Regions from separate parts of the Mus musculus genome. Here all the other regions are linked to region 1. Evidence: chromatin contacts called from public promoter capture Hi-C data. All regions are on one chromosome and are shown on one strand. The core of a region is the stretch at or near the end of the contact, and the rest is flanking DNA. Distances in the headings are between cores, read along the strand shown.

Region 1 (2,729 bases), core at 87-2,586:
CATGTGATTTCCCTAGAAACTTTTTTTTCAGGATTAGATCTTTTAGAATCTTTGCCTCTAGCTAGCTCTCTTCTCTCTGTCCTGTTTTATTTTTAAACTCCCTGATAGCTCAATGAAAAACCCTAGGACAAGTATTAGCAAGAGTCAAAAACAAAACAAAACACAACAACAACAACAAAAACAAACAAAACTTTCCTGTTCCCTTTAGGAAAGATCTGAGACAAGAGGCAGCACGAGTTTTATGTTCTTAGAAACTACCAAGGCTGGGAAATAAAATGGCTAATTTTCCAAATAAAAACTGGTGAAATGTCTGTTTACTTTCTTCCACATTGGTGAGGCGATACATGGCACACTAAAGTTTAGCTCTCTCCTATTCTTTTAAGTTTACAAAGCTGTAACTGAAGATCTTAGAATTTAGGGGATTATCTTACAAAGTAGATACTATGTCTATGCCTTCTTCTCTGCTGGTGTTGTCAGTGTAAACATAGCATATTATTATATCTATTGCACTTTGAAAATCAGAAACATTTTCTTCCTTAACTAAAGAAGAAAAACCCGTAAAAGTGATTGAACACAGAACATAAAAGCTTTTGTTGAAGTTTCCCTCCTAATTTTGCCTATGGAGCGCCCCCACCCCTCCCATTGAAGTTTTGTTATTGATACTTGCAGTTGACTGGAATACAGCCTTCTTTAGGTCGTTTTCAATTCTTAGGGAAATACAGCACTACTGTTTAAGGGGCCCCAGTTATTCAGAGGTTTTGGAGATTGTTAAGAGTGTAATTTTGGAAAGCTCAGCCTTTGTTGCTACCCCTTAGCTTGAAAAGACCATCCTTATCATTTCAAGTTCTTCTCATGCTGGTGAGATAAGCGCGTAGTCATGAAAGGACCCTTTTTGACGTCCAAGAGCAACAGAAACAAGCCTAAAGCCCTCATGGGGTATGGCCAGGAGGTGTTATGTATGATGTCTGTCTGTCTCTCTCCACTTGCTTGGCTGGGATGGCTTCTGAGCTATGCAATGTAAACTTTTTTGCTGCCTTCTGGATGACAGCTGATCTGGGATCTCAGGTACCCTCTCTTTTCCAGACACACAGGTCTCGACCTTCAACGTCCCTCCCCTTTGTCCTCCCCACTCTTCTCTCGCTCAGAAGGTCTGGGACAATCAGGATCAGTTTCTTTTCTTGGCGAGACTGGGGCGTGGGAGTTGTTCATGAGAAAAGGAGGCAGAACTAGTAAGAGTCAGTCGGAACCGCCCTACCCTGTGGTGCCCCGAGGACCGACAGCCTACACTAGCGCGGAGGATACTCAGCCTAAATCCTCCTGCCACACCCGCCGCTCTGAGGCACCAACGGCTGGGCCGGCCGGATCACGTGATGGGGGAGCGGCGCGCGCCGGCTGCAGCGCCCATTGGCTGGCGGCAGGAGCGCGGGGTTTGATGGGAAGGCATTGGCCGGGCCCAGCGCTCTATCTGTAGGTGCTGCTGCCTGCTCCAGAGGCTCTACGCGGTGGCGACCCAGGCTTCCCCGAGTGGACGCCCAGGCCGAGCGGCGCCCGCTTTTCTCAGGTAGGACTGTGAAGGGAGGGCCGCGTAGACGGAGGCGCTCCGGACAGCGGGAACCAGTCTCCGGGTTCCTCGGCGCGCCGGCCCGGGTGCCTCCGCCCCTGCCAAGTGGCCTAGAGCTTGGTGGCGGCTGGGGAACACGCCGCGGGGCTGCTGCCCTCCGTACACTGTTGCCGCCTTCTCTCGTGGATCGCCCTGAACAGCGGCCCGAGCGGCTCCGGAGCGCACGAGACCCGGCTCTGCCTCCCCTGAGGCCGGTGTTCTTTCCGGGTATGTTCTCAGGGATTCCGCGCAGTGGCTGTTTAGAGCCCGAGCCCTTGGGCCCCCCCTGTGTTAAGAAGTGTCAGAAGGTCCCAGAGAGCACATCCCTAGCTGAAATATCCACCCTGAGAGCCCCGATCACCTCCGCGTCCACCTGAGCTGGCACGACGGGAAGGTCTGAAAACTGTCAGTGTCATGCTGCTCCGTCCGCGTGTGGGCGTGGATTGTGAGCGACTTAGAGGAGCTGCTCCACAACCATTGTCCTTACTTATTGGAGGGACAGCGACCAGTCTGAGGGGTGGGGTAGGACGAAGGTGCGTGGTGACAGGAGCGACCCGGGAAAAGCAACTCCAAGGGGCATCAGTAGGTTTAATTCTTTGATGGTGTGTTTGCGGACGGAGAGTTCGGATTGGTGAATTTATTTCTGCGTGCAGTTTTAAGCAACACCTGCGACTCACTGAGTTTTCAGTGTTCTGTTCTTACTTTTTGGTTTCTGGTTTGTGGTGCTTAGAGCCTATTGTTTTCTGTCTCTGTGGCCTCAGTCTTAGCGTTGACAACATTGTCTAGAGGTGTGATGGATGTGAGTAAATTTAGTTACAGGCATATATATGTTCAAGCTGGCAGGCAGGGCTAATACCTAGTTCCCAAAGGTCTCCATAGTGCCTTCTTAGAAGAACAAAGTTGATTTCGAATACGAACCTTAAGCAAGAGTGGTTCATTTAAAAGTGAAGTTTTAAAAAGTTCCTTGACATCTATTGGGGTCACCATAGTAATGATGTTAATAAATGTTTATGGTGTTTATATGTTGGAAGAATGCTTGGATAGGTGACTCTAATAAAGGTATGAGTTCATATAGAAATCTCCCTGTCAGTCTTTTTTATTTTTAATTTTTATATTTATTTATTTTGTG
Region 2 (2,729 bases), core at 104-2,603, 1.8 Mb before region 1:
CACACCTTGTTCTCAAAAATTTTAACCCCGTTCCTCCCTTGCTCTCCCCCCGCCCCCATTTATTTCCCCTTCTCTACGTGCTCATGGCTGGCCTCTTCTTTCTTCTTCCTTTTCTTTCTCTCTTCTTCTTCTTCCTCCTGCTCCTTCTTCTTTCCCTCCCCCTCCTCCTCTCCCTCTGCCTTTCTCTGCCCCTACTACCCTCTAACTCCCCTCCCCATGCCCAGGTGCAGCATAGAAGAGGGGCTGGAGACACTCTAGCCCACAGTCCATGAACACTCGTAAATGGTATTCTTACAAAACCCAAACCAGAATTCCCCCACACCTTGCACCGTTTTCTAGGTTTGCCCCTTTCCAGTATAGCATAGCTTGTCACAAAATACTTTTACTTTGATAATTTTCTGTTTATAGGCATGGTGCTGTAATTTTTTTTTTACTTAAGAGATCCTTCAAGCTTTGTAAAAGTAAAATACACGAGGAAAAAAAACCCTAAAACTAAATTTTCTAGTCGCGAAGGTAATTACAGTGTTCGAGAGAGGAAGCTCAGAAAAGTTTTCACAATAGACAGGAAGACGGGGACAGGAGGTTGACTGACTTACGAGGTCAGCCACAGTTGTGCTATCCTTGGATGTGGCTACCCAATCTGTTCCCAGGGTAAGAGGCTCCTTTGGCCAGAGGCCGGGGATCCGCTCCTCCAAGCCATCCTCGGCACACTCACGGTGCGTGCAGAATCCAACCCCTCTCCTACCAGATGCACAGCATCCCCGGCGCAGCAAAGGGGCGGGAGAGACCCCAACCCATACCGCCGTCACCCTCGCGAGCACCCTCAACCCCGGGCACCCATATCCCAAACACCCCAACCTGGGCATCTCTACCTCACACACCCTAAACCAGGCACCTCAGCCCCGCACCTTGATGGGCTTGGTGTCGCTGGGACCCAGGCACTGTCCGTGCATCTCCTCCATTGCCCGGCAGGCCTGTGAGCTGCGCGCGAACTTGACGAAGGCCACGCCCTTGGACTCCTTAGTGTGCTTGTCGCGCACCACCCAGATGTCCTGGATGTCTCCGAAGGGCGAGAAGCGCTCCCTCAGCACCAATTCGGATGTGTGCTTGCTGATCACTAGAAAAATGCGGCTGTTGGGCGGCTCATCCAGGCTGTCTACGCCCGGGCGGAATCCTCCGCTGCCTCCCAAGCCGCCGGCGTCGTCCATGGCGCCCCACGCGGGACCCAGGCGCAGCCCCCCTGCAGGCCCTGTTCACCCGGCAGGTTCTCGGCCGCTTCCCGGCCGCTTCCCGGCAGCTCCCCGTCTCGCCCCACGCCGGTAAGCAGCTCCGCTTCCGGAAGAGCCGAGAGCCGGAAAGCAGGTGCGTCCCGCAGTGAGGTCTGCGGGCTTCCGGGAACATTCTGCAGCGCCCCCTGGTGCCACGGTGGACTCAGCAATCTCAAATCTTCAGTCCCAGGGAAAACCAAGAATGGGTTTATGCAAACCACTTTGCCCTGTGGCTAAAAAGATCCACCTGCCTGATTCTTAAGCCTTCCCAAAGCTGGCTTCTACTAAGCCTGTAATCAGATTGCTACATTTGAGGCCTCCTGGGCTACATAGTAAATTTGAGGTCAGCAAAAGCACCACACCAAAAATATACAAAAAGCAGGCAGGCTTCACTCAAAATGGTCCATAGAGACAGGTACAAAGGACCATTGCGTTGGGGTCTTGCAGTAAGGGGGAGAGACTGGACTTGGTTCCAGTAAGATAAATGGAGGACAGTACAATATGAGTTAGTATAAGGACAATTACTGAAGATCGCGGGGTAAGAGAGACTCTCAGTAGATCTGCTTCCCAGAACTTAGGCTGTAGATAAGTGATAAGTTGATAAGTAATAAAACATTAACAGCCGGGCAGTGGTGGCGCACGCCTTTAATCCCAGCACTTGGGATGCAGCAGCAGGTGGATTTCTGAGTTTGAGGCCAGCCTGGTCTACAAAGTGAGTTCCAGGACAGCCAGGGCTATACAGAGAACCCCTGTTTCGAAAAACCAAAAAAAAAAAAAAAAAAAAAAAAAAAGACATTAACAGCAGTCAGACATCAAGGATAAGAATTATGGCGAAACTGACTTATCAGGATTTGTCCTCCAATTAGATTCCCCTAGAACAGAAAGCTGGAAGTTGGATCTAGTCAAGCAGAAGACCTGGGGGGAGTTTGTCTGAAATTTTGGTGAAAACACAGTCTTCATCACCGTTTTGGCGTGGCCTTGTTAGGATGGGTGTGGCCTAGTTAGAGTGGGTGTGGCCTTGTAGGAAGTGTGAGGTTGAGCTTTGGGAGTTTCAGTAGCAGTGCCTTCTTTCCCTCTTGTCTTTGGACCTGGAGGTAGAACTTCCAGCGGCTTCTCCAGCACTATTATCTCTGCCTGCTGCTATCCTTCCCGCCATGATGACGGTGGACTCAACCTCTGAAAGTGTAAGCCAGCCCCAGTGAAATGCTTTCCTTTATAAGAGTTACCGTGGTCATGGTGTCTCTTCGCAGCAATAGAATACTAAGAGTTAAAACCATAGAGTCTGATGGCTGAAAGGAGCCTTTTACAACCATGGAATCCTTATCCCTATTTTTAGAGATGAGGAAATCTGAGGCTCAAAGTTAAGATGCACAGGTAACAGAACCAGGCCCAGAGGCAGCTGTGTGTGTGATCTACGCAGCTACCGCAGCCCATCCAAGATGCACGAGCAGGGAGAGTGAT
Region 3 (2,729 bases), core at 122-2,621, 1.4 Mb before region 1:
TAAAATAACTGAATGGAGGAAGTACCATCCGATAAAGTTTACAACGTCCACATCTTTTCGTTGCTGTTTCATACTGTGCTTTGTTGTTTGTGAACAACATCATTTTACCCATGGAGGACACGTATCTGCCATGGGCCTTAGCTACATGACATTTGGGCTTTAGAAGTAGTTTCAGGAATTACATGCTCTGCTTTAGTTTATCCTTATGATCATTCTCTTTGTTGTGTAGAAGTTTTGTACAATTGTAGATTTTAAAGATTTTCATTGTTTTGGGGTTTTGTTTTATTTTTTAAAGGAAGAAGTAACATTTAACAACAGTTTTCATGTTGTTAGTGGCTCTTTCCTAGAATGTTCAAAATTCACTGTGAAATTGTTTCTAAAAAAAAAATAGTACTGTTCTTTGAAGCTAATAAACAACTGATAAATATCTGATTTTTTACTGTTCATAATTGACCTTTTGTAGTGTTTGATAATATAAATAATTTTAAAATCAATGTTTAATTCCTATCAGATGTAGGTATTAGACGACATTAATCCTAGAGTTTCATCTCTTAGTATCTTCAGAAAGGGAAGTACATTTTATTCTATTTGACATTATCAAAGTCCCTTCTGGCATTAATGGAATATAAATATTGATACGTGAAGTTATACTTACATTATTTAAAGTTACATAAAGAGCATCTGAATTTTTTTTCCTTCATTTTACCATTTTTGTGGCCACAGCCATCCCAGTTACCTCTCACAGGTAGCCCATGGAGAGTGCTCCTTGCTGGGCTAGAACCCTCCAGTTCCCAAAGGCATAAAGTAAACCCTATTTTTCCATGATGTTCTTTTGTTTTTAATAATTATCAGTCTATCTTTCAAAACATCAAAAAAATTAGGCTTTGAAAGTTTGAAACGCACAAAACCACCAAATTCTTGCAATGCAACAACAGCTTTCAATTATGCTGTTCCTATAATAAAATGCCTTTTTTCTTCCAGAAACGGGGAATGGTTAATATTTTTACAGGGGTTGTGTAGATATATGAAGCATCTATATTCATACACATACAGTCATCCCTTTAGGTAGAGAAATAGTAGCAGGTGTGTCAGAGATTTGACTGTAAAGTGTTTTTACATTATTATTTGACCTGTTGCTGTTCACTCAAAATATGAGGATTTCATGTTTAAGAAAAACACAGAAGAATATATACATATATTCTTCTACTTTATGTTCAGGAACTTAGTGAACTTCCCTTCCAAATCACACTTCCCTTCCAAGAATGGCTAGATACTTCTCTTAGAAACCAACTTCCTGGATACGTTAAAAAAAAAAAAAATCTCCAGACTTCCGTTTCCGTTGGCTTGTTGCCATGGGAACAAGCACACTCAATCTTGACAGTTATGGCAGGGCTGAGCAACTCCCAGATCCCCGACGGTGAGTTCACAGCAGTGGTGTACAGGCTCATCCGCGACTCCCGCTACTCAGAGGCGGTGCAACTGCTGAGCGCAGAGCTGCAGAGGAGCTCCCGCAGCCGCGCAGGGCTGTCGCTGCTGGCCTACTGCTACTACCGCCTGCAGGAGTTCGAGCTCGCTGCAGAGTGCTATGAGCAGCTGAGCCAGATGCACCCGGAACTCGAGCAGTACCGCCTGTACCAGGCCCAGGCGCTGTACAAGGCCTGCCTGTATCCAGAGGCCACCAGGGTCGCCTTCCTCCTGGACAACCCCACCTTCTATAGCCGAGTCCTTCGTTTACAAGCTGCTATCAAGTACAGTGAAGGTGACCTCCCAGGAGCCAGGAGCCTGGTGGAGCAGCTGCTGAGTGGGGAAGCTGGAGAAGACAGTGGAGGGGAGAATGACCCAGATGGTTTGGTCAACATGGGTTGTCTGCTCTACAAGGAGGGACACTATGAAGCTGCCTGCTCCAAATTCTTTGCGGCTTTGCAGGCTTCTGGCTACCAGCCCGATGTATCTTACAACCTAGCTTTAGCTTGTTACAGCAACAGGCACTATGCCCCAGCACTGAAGCATATTGCCAATATCATTGAGCGTGGCATCCGTCAACACCCAGAACTCGGTGTGGGCATGACCACGGAGGGCATTGATGTTCGCAGTGTTGGCAACACTGTAGTCCTTCACCAGACTGCTCTGGTCGAAGCCTTCAACCTCAAGGCAGCCATAGAGTACCAGCTGAGAAACTACGAGGCAGCCCAGGAAGCCCTCACTGACATGCCACCCAGAGCAGAGGAAGAGCTGGACCCCGTAACCCTCCACAACCAGGCTCTGATGAACATGGATGCCAAGCCCACAGAGGGCTTTGAAAAGCTCCAGTTTCTGCTCCAGCAGAACCCCTTTCCCCCAGAGACCTTTGGCAACCTGCTGCTGCTCTACTGTAAATATGAGTATTTTGACCTGGCAGCTGATGTCCTGGCAGAAAATGCCCACTTGACTTACAAGTTCCTCACACCCTATCTCTATGACTTCTTGGATGCCATGATCACTTGCCAGACAGCTCCTGAAGAGGCTTTCATTAAACTTGATGGGTTGGCTGGCATGCTGACTGAGCAGCTCAGGAGACTCACTAAGCAAGTTCAAGAAGCAAGGCATAACAGAGATGATGAAGTTGTCATAAAGGCTGTGAATGAATATGATGAAACTCTTGAGAAATATATTCCTGTACTGATGGCCCAGGCAAAAATCTACTGGAATCTTGAGAATTACCCAATGGTAGAGAAGATCTTCCGCAAATC
Region 4 (2,729 bases), core at 78-2,577, 1.3 Mb after region 1:
TTTATATGGGAGCATCCTAAATATTTTAAAACAAAATAAAAAATATAAATACAATAAATGTTTTATTGAAAGGAAAGCAAAGCAGGATATGATAGCCCACCTGCAATCTCAGGACTCGGCAGGATGAGCTAGAGTTTAAAGCTAGCCTATGTCTCAAAATGACTCAAGAAACAAGTTCACCATGGAACAAGTAAAGGGTCTTCTCCATCTCAAAGATGGGAAGACGTACCAGTTTTTCTTTTGTGTCGCCCCTCTAAATTTCTTGATCTCCTGCTTACTGTGCTCCAAAGTTAGCTACTCCAACACATAATTTAGGCAGGCTATTAATTCTCCTTTTTTCCAGGCCCGTCAGTATTAAAATAAATAAGTAAATAATTATTAAAACACCACCTAGAAGGTGAAAACCCAGCTTGGTGGTGCATGCCTGTAATTGAAGATTGAGCGTTACGTGGACCGCGCCACGAATAACACAAGATAAAAAAACAAAAAACTGGCACACAGCCAACACCCAAATGAAAGCTGACATCCGTTGTACCTTGGCATTCTTATCCTCACCAGACTAAGTGACTATCCTCAGTGGACTAAGCCTTGCTTACCCGAAACTGGGATGGCGGCAACAGCTAAGAAACCCGCACCCAGGGAGAAAGTCGTTGGCCCTAACATGTTCTCATCATTCACGATGTTTGCTGAGCAAACTTCTGCATGGCTAGAAATAACGGAAGGGAGCTGGGTGTAGTGGCGCAGGCCTTTAATCCCAGGCCTGGGAAGGCAAAGGCAGACGGATCTGTTAGTTCAAGGGCAACCAATGCTACATGGCGAGGTATACATAATGATAATAATAATAATAATAATATTATTATTATTATTATAATTATTATTAAACCTTAACAGTAATTGGAAAGGAAGAGCCTAGGTTCTTGAGCTTCTAACAGTCTATTCCCGTGCTTTTGGTAACACCAATCTTCCGAGGCTCACAAACGTCCTACAGTTGCCGGGAGACAACTTAATCTACATGGGAACTGCGCGGCAAAAGAAAATTTTTTTGCAACTGGAGTCGGCGTTGCCAGAAAGTGCTGGGCTCGAACCTCGAGACCTCGCTTGTTCGGGCTGACCGCGCTCGGATCGAAGCTGACGCAGCAGAGCCCGCCGCCGCTCGCGACCCCGCAGAGAGCGAGCATCGCGCACAGGGGGTTCCCCAAGCTTACCTCTGCTGCGCACGCGCGGACGCCGCCAAAGCCGCGGCAGCCACCAGAAGCGACTGCCGGAAGAGAGCAAGAGGGGCGGTGCCAAGCGTCAAACCACGGAAGTAGTCATCCTCCCGACCTCGGAAGTTCTCGCCCAAACTTGCCTAGCAGTTCCGGTGAAGCTCCGGGAGTTTGTTTACGTTCCGAGAAGACCTAGCGGTTGGCTTCTCCGACTCAGACGCCAAGATGGGGAAGTCATTCGCCAATTTCATGTGTAAGAAGGACTTCCATCCTGCGTCCAAATCCAACATCAAGAAGGTGAGTAAAGGCATCCGGAGAGGGCAGAGATTGCTAAGCTCCCTGGGAGGGTCGTATCCTCCTCACGGCTGGAGTCGTCGATCTTTCCCCCTTGCAGGAATGATCCCCCAAGTCCCGCCTGTCAGTCAGTGGGGAGACCCACGCATGGTTTGATAACACTGTCCGTTCAGGATCCGTCTCCTACAGCCCCAAGCCGGTGAACTCTGCTCTGGGTCGAGACTCCTGCTTAACGGAGATCTTCTGGCAGAAATCCTCCCTCTGCTCACTCTCCATCCCGTAGTGTGTTTCTGATGGCTGCGTTCAAGTTGAGCGTTTTAAACAATCACAGGGCAACCAGTTGCTGGACACAGAAGGGCCGTGGCGAGAATTACAGCGCCAAAGAATGGCGACGGGAGAGTGCTTGGGCTTTGGATTCTTAGTTCAGTACAGTTACATGTAGCCCTGAGGCCTCGCACAAAATAGTCAATGATGTGAGCATTAGCCTCGTACACTGTTGATCAAGAATTATCAGTGTCAGTTGCCCTAGTTTGTAAAAATTTTAGGGAGATTAGATGAGATAGTATGGCCAATGACTAGAAACTCGAAATGAAGGCTTAGCACTGTGTGTTAAGAAAAGTACTCAAGTACTCAAAAGTACACAAACTTATGAGAATATATTTCGCTTTTGTTTCCAAACCAGTTGTGGGTCCTGTATATTACCATACATCTAAAGAATGTATATATTAGCATGCATGTACATTAGGATATCTGTGGAAGAAAGTGCAAGAAATGCTAACACTGGTTATCTGCAAATATAGTTACTTAGGTTTTTAAGTCCCTTGGGAGTGGGGAGGGCTTGCCAGATCTCAGCCTTACTCCTTGACCCCAAAAGTCTTGTTCTGTTTATTTTGTAGTACTCCTAATCCCCACGAGTGTATTTCTTTATGTGTTTCATAGCCTCTATTTGAGGTGGGATCTCCTGCAGTCTAAGCTGGCTTCAAACTTGCTGTCTAGGGAGGATAGCCCTGAACTCCTTGTCCTTCTGCCTCCAACCCCCTGCCCCCACCCCCAACCCCCACCCCCGCATGCTGGGATTACAGGTGGAAGCCACTGCAATCAACTACCACTTCTCCTAGGTCATAAAGTAGTTTATAATATGCAGGAGAAGCATTGTGAGCACTTTGACAATGGAGCTGCATCTTATTTTTAATTCAGTTACTGGAATTGAGTCTTGAGCAGTCGAGACTA
Region 5 (2,729 bases), core at 75-2,574, 1.3 Mb before region 1:
GTATGCAGTGAGAACTTAATTACATGGGTTGAATTCATGAGGCAGTCCATTTGATTTGCTTTTGATGTGTAAACTGTAACACAGGTACCTGCTACCTGCAGCACACTTCTTAACCTTTTCTTCTAATTTCTTCATCTGTAAAATGGAAGACTACTGCACCTACCTAATACCTTAGGAACGTAGAAGTAATGGAAATAGCACCATCTCCAGCACTTTGAAAGTACACATTCGAGTTAGCAAAATCTTTTTTTTTTTTCATTCTCCAAGTTTTTCCAAACTGATCATCTCAGAAAACACCATCTCTCGACAGCTTTCATCAGAGACAGAGATTCTCCTCCAATGGTCTTAAGGTTTTACAAACATTCCTCATTCAGACTCTTGTCTTTTAGCTTCTTAAAGGATCAGTAGCTGGAATACCAAAGTCTTAAGTCACTAACGCTTGCAGTCTACTGTATCTCACTCACTCACTCACTGGTTTCCTCCCTTAAAGTTAGAATCCATGACCACAAGGAAGTGGTAACCTACCCTACAGAAACCACTCACACCTCTCCCCAGAGTACCACCATCCCACTCCAGCTTGCTAGCATCCAGGCTTTTGAGAATTCGTAGAAATCTGATTATCTAGTGCAATTTTAAAACTCCTCGTCGTAGATTAAGACAATCCTCCTGCTACCCGTTCCAAGATAGAGAATGAATTTCCAGCCTCCAAAACCCAAAAGAGGGGATCCGCTTAAACCCTTTTCCCACTAGGTCATGAAATGTGTTTCCTTCAAAAAGAGACACCAAAATCCGGCCAAGCCATGCCGCCCCTTCCCGACAGAGTCCGGTGTGTCTGGTCCACTCCCAGCCCGCAAGCTGATGTACTCTCAGGGATCGGAATGCCTTCCGCCCACCCTGCCAACTCCCTGCCCACTCCCGTGCTCTCCTCTCCCACAGCCCAGGCCGCTCACGGCCTCCCGCCGCCAGCTCCATCCCGGGCCGCTACTCACCGCTTCTTGGGGATGGTGCCCGACTCTGGTGCGGCAGGAGTAGCGGCGGGCGACGCCCCGGCCGCCGACGCGGCTCTCCGCGCTTTGCACTCATTGGTACTCGGAGCCTCCTGGGGCCGGCCCAGCAGATGGCCCGACAGAACCCGCAGCCGCCGGCGCGCGCGGCCCGCGTCTGGGTCCCGCTCGCTCGCGCCCGCCTCGCCCGCCGCCGCCTCCGCCATGGCTTCCGCCTTGTGCCGCCGCCCGAGGCCGCTGGGCTCGGGTGAAAGGTCACTCAGAGCGGCGCCCCGCGCGACCATTCGCTGCGGCGCATCCCGGCAGTCACCGCGGCGACTGGCGGCAGGGGCCTTGCGCCTGGAGCTTCAACGGGCTCTGTCCCCGCCCACAGCAGCTTCGCCCCGCCCCTCCCCGCCTCGGCCACGCCCGCCGCCGCGCCTCGCCACGCCTCGTCCTGGCGTACCTGCAGAGCAGGTGAGTTCCAGCGGAGCCCGGATTGGCCCAAAGGGGCAGGAGGAGAGCCAAACTACACAGCACACCCGCAGTTGCCAAACCTATGGGTGTGGCATCTTGGATGTGGCCCGAGCGCCCGGAGGCTATTTTCTGGAACAGATGCCTAGGAGCCTGAATAGTGAGTGGGCCGGTGGTGCTGCTGATCTGGCAATGGAGCCAAACCTGGTGAACTTCCCCTAGGTCAAAACCAATCCTTTAAGCGATAGAGCCAGTGCCCCATCAGTCTCTAGGTGTCTAGCACTGTGTTCAGCACTCATGTGGAAGTGAGAGGACAACTTCCAGTTGTCTCTTTCCACCATGTGTATCCAGGGCATCAAACTCGGGTCATCAAACTTCGTGGCAAGTACCTTTACCTACTGAGCCGTCTTGCCCACAGGCTGTATAAAAACCACAGCCTTCAATCTAATGGTTGTTTTTTTTTTTTTTTTTTTTTTTTGGTTTTTTGGTTTTTTGGTTTGTTTGTTTACGTGAAAAAGTGTTATCTGCAAAAATACCATTGAGTTCGTTTTGTGTTAGCCAACAACTCCTAGGCATGGGGCCCACTCTGAAGTGTGGTTAATATACCTAGTGAGACTCCACTGGCAAAAAGTACTTTTCTTGTGCGGATGGGTACCAATTTCAGATAGCTTTTTGGTTCATGGTGGGACGCTGTGTCCACTTCAACCTCTCAGCTCTAGGATTCCATCTGGCTTGATCCCCTGTACATCCTTTGTGTGCTGTCACAGTTTCTGTGAGTTCGTATGTGAATTAGTTCTGTTGTATACAAAAGACACTTTCTTTGGAGTCATCCATCAGCTCTGACTCTTAGAATCTTTCCTCCTCTTCTGTGTCGATCCCTGAGCCTTGAAGGGAAGGTGTTGGGTGGCTTAGCATCTTTTTATACTTGATTTTTTTTCCAGATAATATAAAAGCTATAAAGGCCTAGTAACATCTATTTTGTGCATCTACCTAAGGTCTCTGTTGAATTCTCTTTGCTCTTCTGACTTTTAAGTCCATGAGAGCTCTGTTTAGGTGACCATCCTCTCACCAGGGCAAACCTGCTCCTGCAGGGTGTGACTGGGGCTGGATGCATGACTAAGAGAACAGATATGCATTCCTGAACATTTCATAACAGAAGAAAGAGATCCTTTGACATCATTCTCTGCTAGAGAAGTAGCGTCTTACTTAAAATAAATCAATAAGTAAACTTCAGTTTGCCTTCCAGTGCTGTGCACATGTTCATAATGACCA
Region 6 (2,729 bases), core at 115-2,614, 1.1 Mb before region 1:
GGGTAAGTACCTGCCATTTTACTAATACAGAGGCCATTTACTTTATACAGCCTGCTCAAATGTATTCTTCTCCAATCTCTGATGGTGTTGATGGCTAACTGTAGCTTTATCCGTTTAGCAGCAGCTGCCTGGAACATGAATTCCATATATGGAAATCAGGCGCCTTGCCTTTTCTAGAGCTATTGGGTCTCCTGGTTTGAAAAAGACATGCTCACAAAACAGGTTTCCGAGTAGCCTTTACAATTCCTCTATTTAAAGAACTTGCATTGCAATGACTCCTCGCAGTAATCAACCACTGTGTCTTATGATAAATGGTTAAATGGAAAAGGTTCGAGATTTACGTAAGTTGTAAGGGTCTGAGAAAATAATAATAAAACTTGAATTCACCTGTCACAGGTCAAATAACTCCAGATAGGTAATCCTGTCAATCAACAGCCTAAGCTTACTGCTCCTTCCAGAGGGGGGGAGGCTCTAAATGTAAGAGTTTTCCTTTAAGTTCTTAAAGTTTAACCTCTGTCCACTTGGCTGACCCCACCCAGGATCAGCAGCAGACCACAAACTGCACCAAACACCTGTGAGCTTGCTGGAAACTGATCTAAACCAGTACAGCTAATGTGTGTGATTGCTCCCTATCTTTTCAGCTCCTGTCTAGAGCCCCACCCCTTGGCCTTTGACCAGCATTACAGCCTTCCAGGGCCCTGACAACACACGAATTCCAGCTGAGAAGCAGTTACCAAGGAGAGTGCATCTCCCCTTATCCTCAACAAAAGTCTAGAATGTTAGGTTGAAAGGAAACTGGGACCCCACTGGAAGACCCATACCTCATCATCCTTACTACATACACTCTGCTGCTGTCAAGGAAGACCATAGCCACACCTGGATGCATCACTTTCAGATCAGGTGATCAGGGGATGATGACCCTGCTGCAGAAAAATGGACTGTCATCAAGGCCCGAGAAGATCCACTGAAGATAAGACTCCCGTGTGGCTGTCACATCATGTATTAGTTATAGACTAATAATGTTTTGTCTATGTTCCCTCCCTCTTTTATGGAGTATATGTCTAGACCCTCTTGCCTTAGATGTCTCACAGCTCTTGGCCACCACTTGTCAAGTGGGCATTCCTTTCTTCACCTCTGGGTTAAAACTCTTTGGTTTGCATGTGATCACATCCCTGCTTTTAGCTCTTTGGCGTATGTATCAAAGCCCCAACTTTTGTCTCTAGTATTCCTCAGATGTTTGTATGCGACAGTGTGGCATGGAGAGAGTACTTGTTTTTGCAAATCTCTCCAGCCCCCTGGAGCAGAAAAATGCAGTTCCTCCCCTTCTATCCCTCATAGAAAACTTAGGATTGTCAGCTGCCCTTCTAACAGTTGGCAGCCATTCTTCCGGCAACAGCTACAACAATGGCTTGGTGTCATTTACAAAAATGTAAGATGTCAGATAACCCAGGATTTATTTGCATTAGAAAAGTCTACTGTAAAATTAGAAGAACAGGTCGATTCATTAACCGAGGTACTCCAACAGCATGGTAGGGCACTTGATCTGCTTTATGCACAACACAGAGATTACTGTATGACCTTGGGGAAACGTGCTGCTTCTACGCAAACTACTAAGCAAACTATTCAGTTTGGTTTGGCATCACAGAGAGAGGGAAAAGGCCCTACAAGGAGGAAGTAAAAGCCTCCCATTTCCTTTCTCAGGTTCTTCCTGGCTAGTAACTCTGCTTTCAGTTGTCACAAGGCCCTTAGCTCTCCTGCCGACAGAGGTTGGCCCCTGCAGCATTAATACTATGAAATATTATGTTGTTGGCTAACTTTATGTTTAAAAGTTTAAATTTTCGGTGCTCCAGAGAACTATAAAGCAAAATTAGACCTCCAAATGTTAAGGGCCGTTAAGGGTTAAATTTTTTTTACTGCTGTTTCTGTTTTGCTGGAGAAGGAGATTCTGTTTGCATTCTGTTTGTGAGAGAACAAATGGCTGAGCATTGCATTCAGAAGTCCTGAGTCTCAGCTGGAGACCTAGCGCTAGGATCTGAGTAAGAGACCTTTCTTTGTCAGATTGTTGAATCTCTAACTGACCCCAGGCCCATAATAGGGTAGTGGTTTTTAAAATACATTTCAAGCCAGGCAGTGGTGGCGCAAACCTTTAGCCCCAGCACTTGGGAGGCAGAGGCAGGCAGATTTCTGAGTTCTAGGCCAGCCTGGTCTACAGAGTGAGTGTCAGGACAGCCAGGGCTACACAGAAAAACCCTGTCTTAAAAAACCAAAAAAAAAAAAAAAAATTCAAAAGAAGATATTTGTGTTCAAACATACTTAAAACAACAAAGAGAAAGATAAAAATACTCTGGGTTTTCAACTATTAACACATTAAAACATCCCTCGATTTTTTTTCTAAGCCCATATAACTATTTTAGAAATTGGATTTTTTTTCGGGGGCAGTTAAAGAAGTATGTTTGGGAATGAACGTTGTGAAAACAGTCACTACCACCACCACCACCACCAAACCCAAGTGGCAGAGTCTATGGTACAGTTCTCAGCCTGTGGAGAGCCACCCCAAGCATCTCAGATATTTTGCACATCCGATACTTACATTACAATTTATAGCAACAAAATTAGTTATGAAGTAGCAGCAAAAATACTTTTCTAGTTGGAGGTCACCACAACACGAACTATATTAAAGGGTCGCTGCATTACGACGGTTGAGAAACGCTGCTCTAAAAACAGCTTGA

What was found. Promoter capture Hi-C pulls out the DNA fragments that hold promoters and counts their contacts.
Region 2: a promoter capture Hi-C map of pre-B cells shows a contact between it and region 1, with 6 times the contacts expected there. The contact joins the promoter of Rbm45 here to the promoter of 4930445N08Rik in region 1. A contact is called at or near these places in 2 of 39 promoter capture datasets (liver and pre-B cells), 1 of 484 Hi-C or Micro-C datasets (CD4 T cells), 1 of 115 datasets of contacts at active chromatin or transcription factors (thymic regulatory T cells) and 1 of 9 other capture datasets (liver).
Region 3: a contact with region 1 is called in a promoter capture Hi-C map of pre-B cells, with 6 times the contacts expected there. The contact joins the promoter of Ttc30a2 here to the promoter of 4930445N08Rik in region 1. A contact is called at or near these places in 4 of 39 promoter capture datasets (the HPC-7 cell line, liver and pre-B cells) and 2 of 9 other capture datasets (adipose tissue and liver).
Region 4: a promoter capture Hi-C map of pre-B cells shows a contact between it and region 1, with 5 times the contacts expected there. The contact joins the promoter of Cir1 here to the promoter of 4930445N08Rik in region 1. A contact is called at or near these places in 2 of 39 promoter capture datasets (liver and pre-B cells).
Region 5: a contact with region 1 is called in a promoter capture Hi-C map of liver, with 7 times the contacts expected there. The contact joins the promoter of Agps here to the promoter of 4930445N08Rik in region 1. A contact is called at or near these places in 3 of 39 promoter capture datasets (hippocampal neurons, liver and pre-B cells) and 2 of 9 other capture datasets (adipose tissue and liver).
Region 6: a promoter capture Hi-C map of pre-B cells shows a contact between it and region 1, with 5 times the contacts expected there. The contact joins the promoter of E030042O20Rik here to the promoter of 4930445N08Rik in region 1. A contact is called at or near these places in 4 of 39 promoter capture datasets (the C10 cell line, hippocampal neurons, liver and 1 more).

What each region holds. Positions count from the first base shown.
Region 1 is chr2:74,577,651-74,580,379 of GRCm38.p6, reverse strand. 4930445N08Rik (RIKEN cDNA 4930445N08 gene) reads right to left here and starts at 1,336. Exons shown (of 2, transcript NR_166470.1): 1 at 1,256-1,336. It overlaps Lnpk (lunapark, ER junction formation factor), which reads left to right and starts at 1,432. Exons shown (of 13, transcript NM_027133.3): 1 at 1,432-1,561.
Region 2 is chr2:76,368,608-76,371,336 of GRCm38.p6, reverse strand. Rbm45 (RNA binding motif protein 45) reads right to left here and starts at 1,353. Exons shown (of 10, transcript NM_153405.2): 1 at 909-1,353. The coding sequence starts at 1,208.
Region 3 is chr2:75,976,821-75,979,549 of GRCm38.p6, reverse strand. It overlaps Ttc30a2 (tetratricopeptide repeat domain 30A2), which reads left to right and starts at 1,371. Exons shown (of 1, transcript NM_001081228.1): 1 at 1,371-2,729. The coding sequence starts at 1,384. It overlaps Ttc30a1 (tetratricopeptide repeat domain 30A1), which reads left to right. Exons shown (of 1, transcript NM_030188.3): 1 at 1-444.
Region 4 is chr2:73,311,190-73,313,918 of GRCm38.p6, reverse strand. It overlaps Cir1 (corepressor interacting with RBPJ, 1), which reads left to right and starts at 1,327. Exons shown (of 10, transcript NM_025854.3): 1 at 1,327-1,502. The coding sequence starts at 1,431. Scrn3 (secernin 3) reads right to left here and starts at 1,267. Exons shown (of 8, transcript NM_029022.1): 1 at 1,206-1,267.
Region 5 is chr2:75,830,772-75,833,500 of GRCm38.p6, reverse strand. It overlaps Agps (alkylglycerone phosphate synthase), which reads right to left and starts at 1,324. Exons shown (of 20, transcript NM_172666.3): 1 at 990-1,324. The coding sequence starts at 1,288. It overlaps Gm34861 (a long non-coding RNA gene), which reads left to right and starts at 1,314. Exons shown (of 3, transcript XR_866490.3): 1 at 1,314-1,460.
Region 6 is chr2:75,705,520-75,708,248 of GRCm38.p6, reverse strand. It overlaps E030042O20Rik (a long non-coding RNA gene), which reads right to left and starts at 1,364. Exons shown (of 2, transcript XR_003953858.1): 1 at 822-1,364.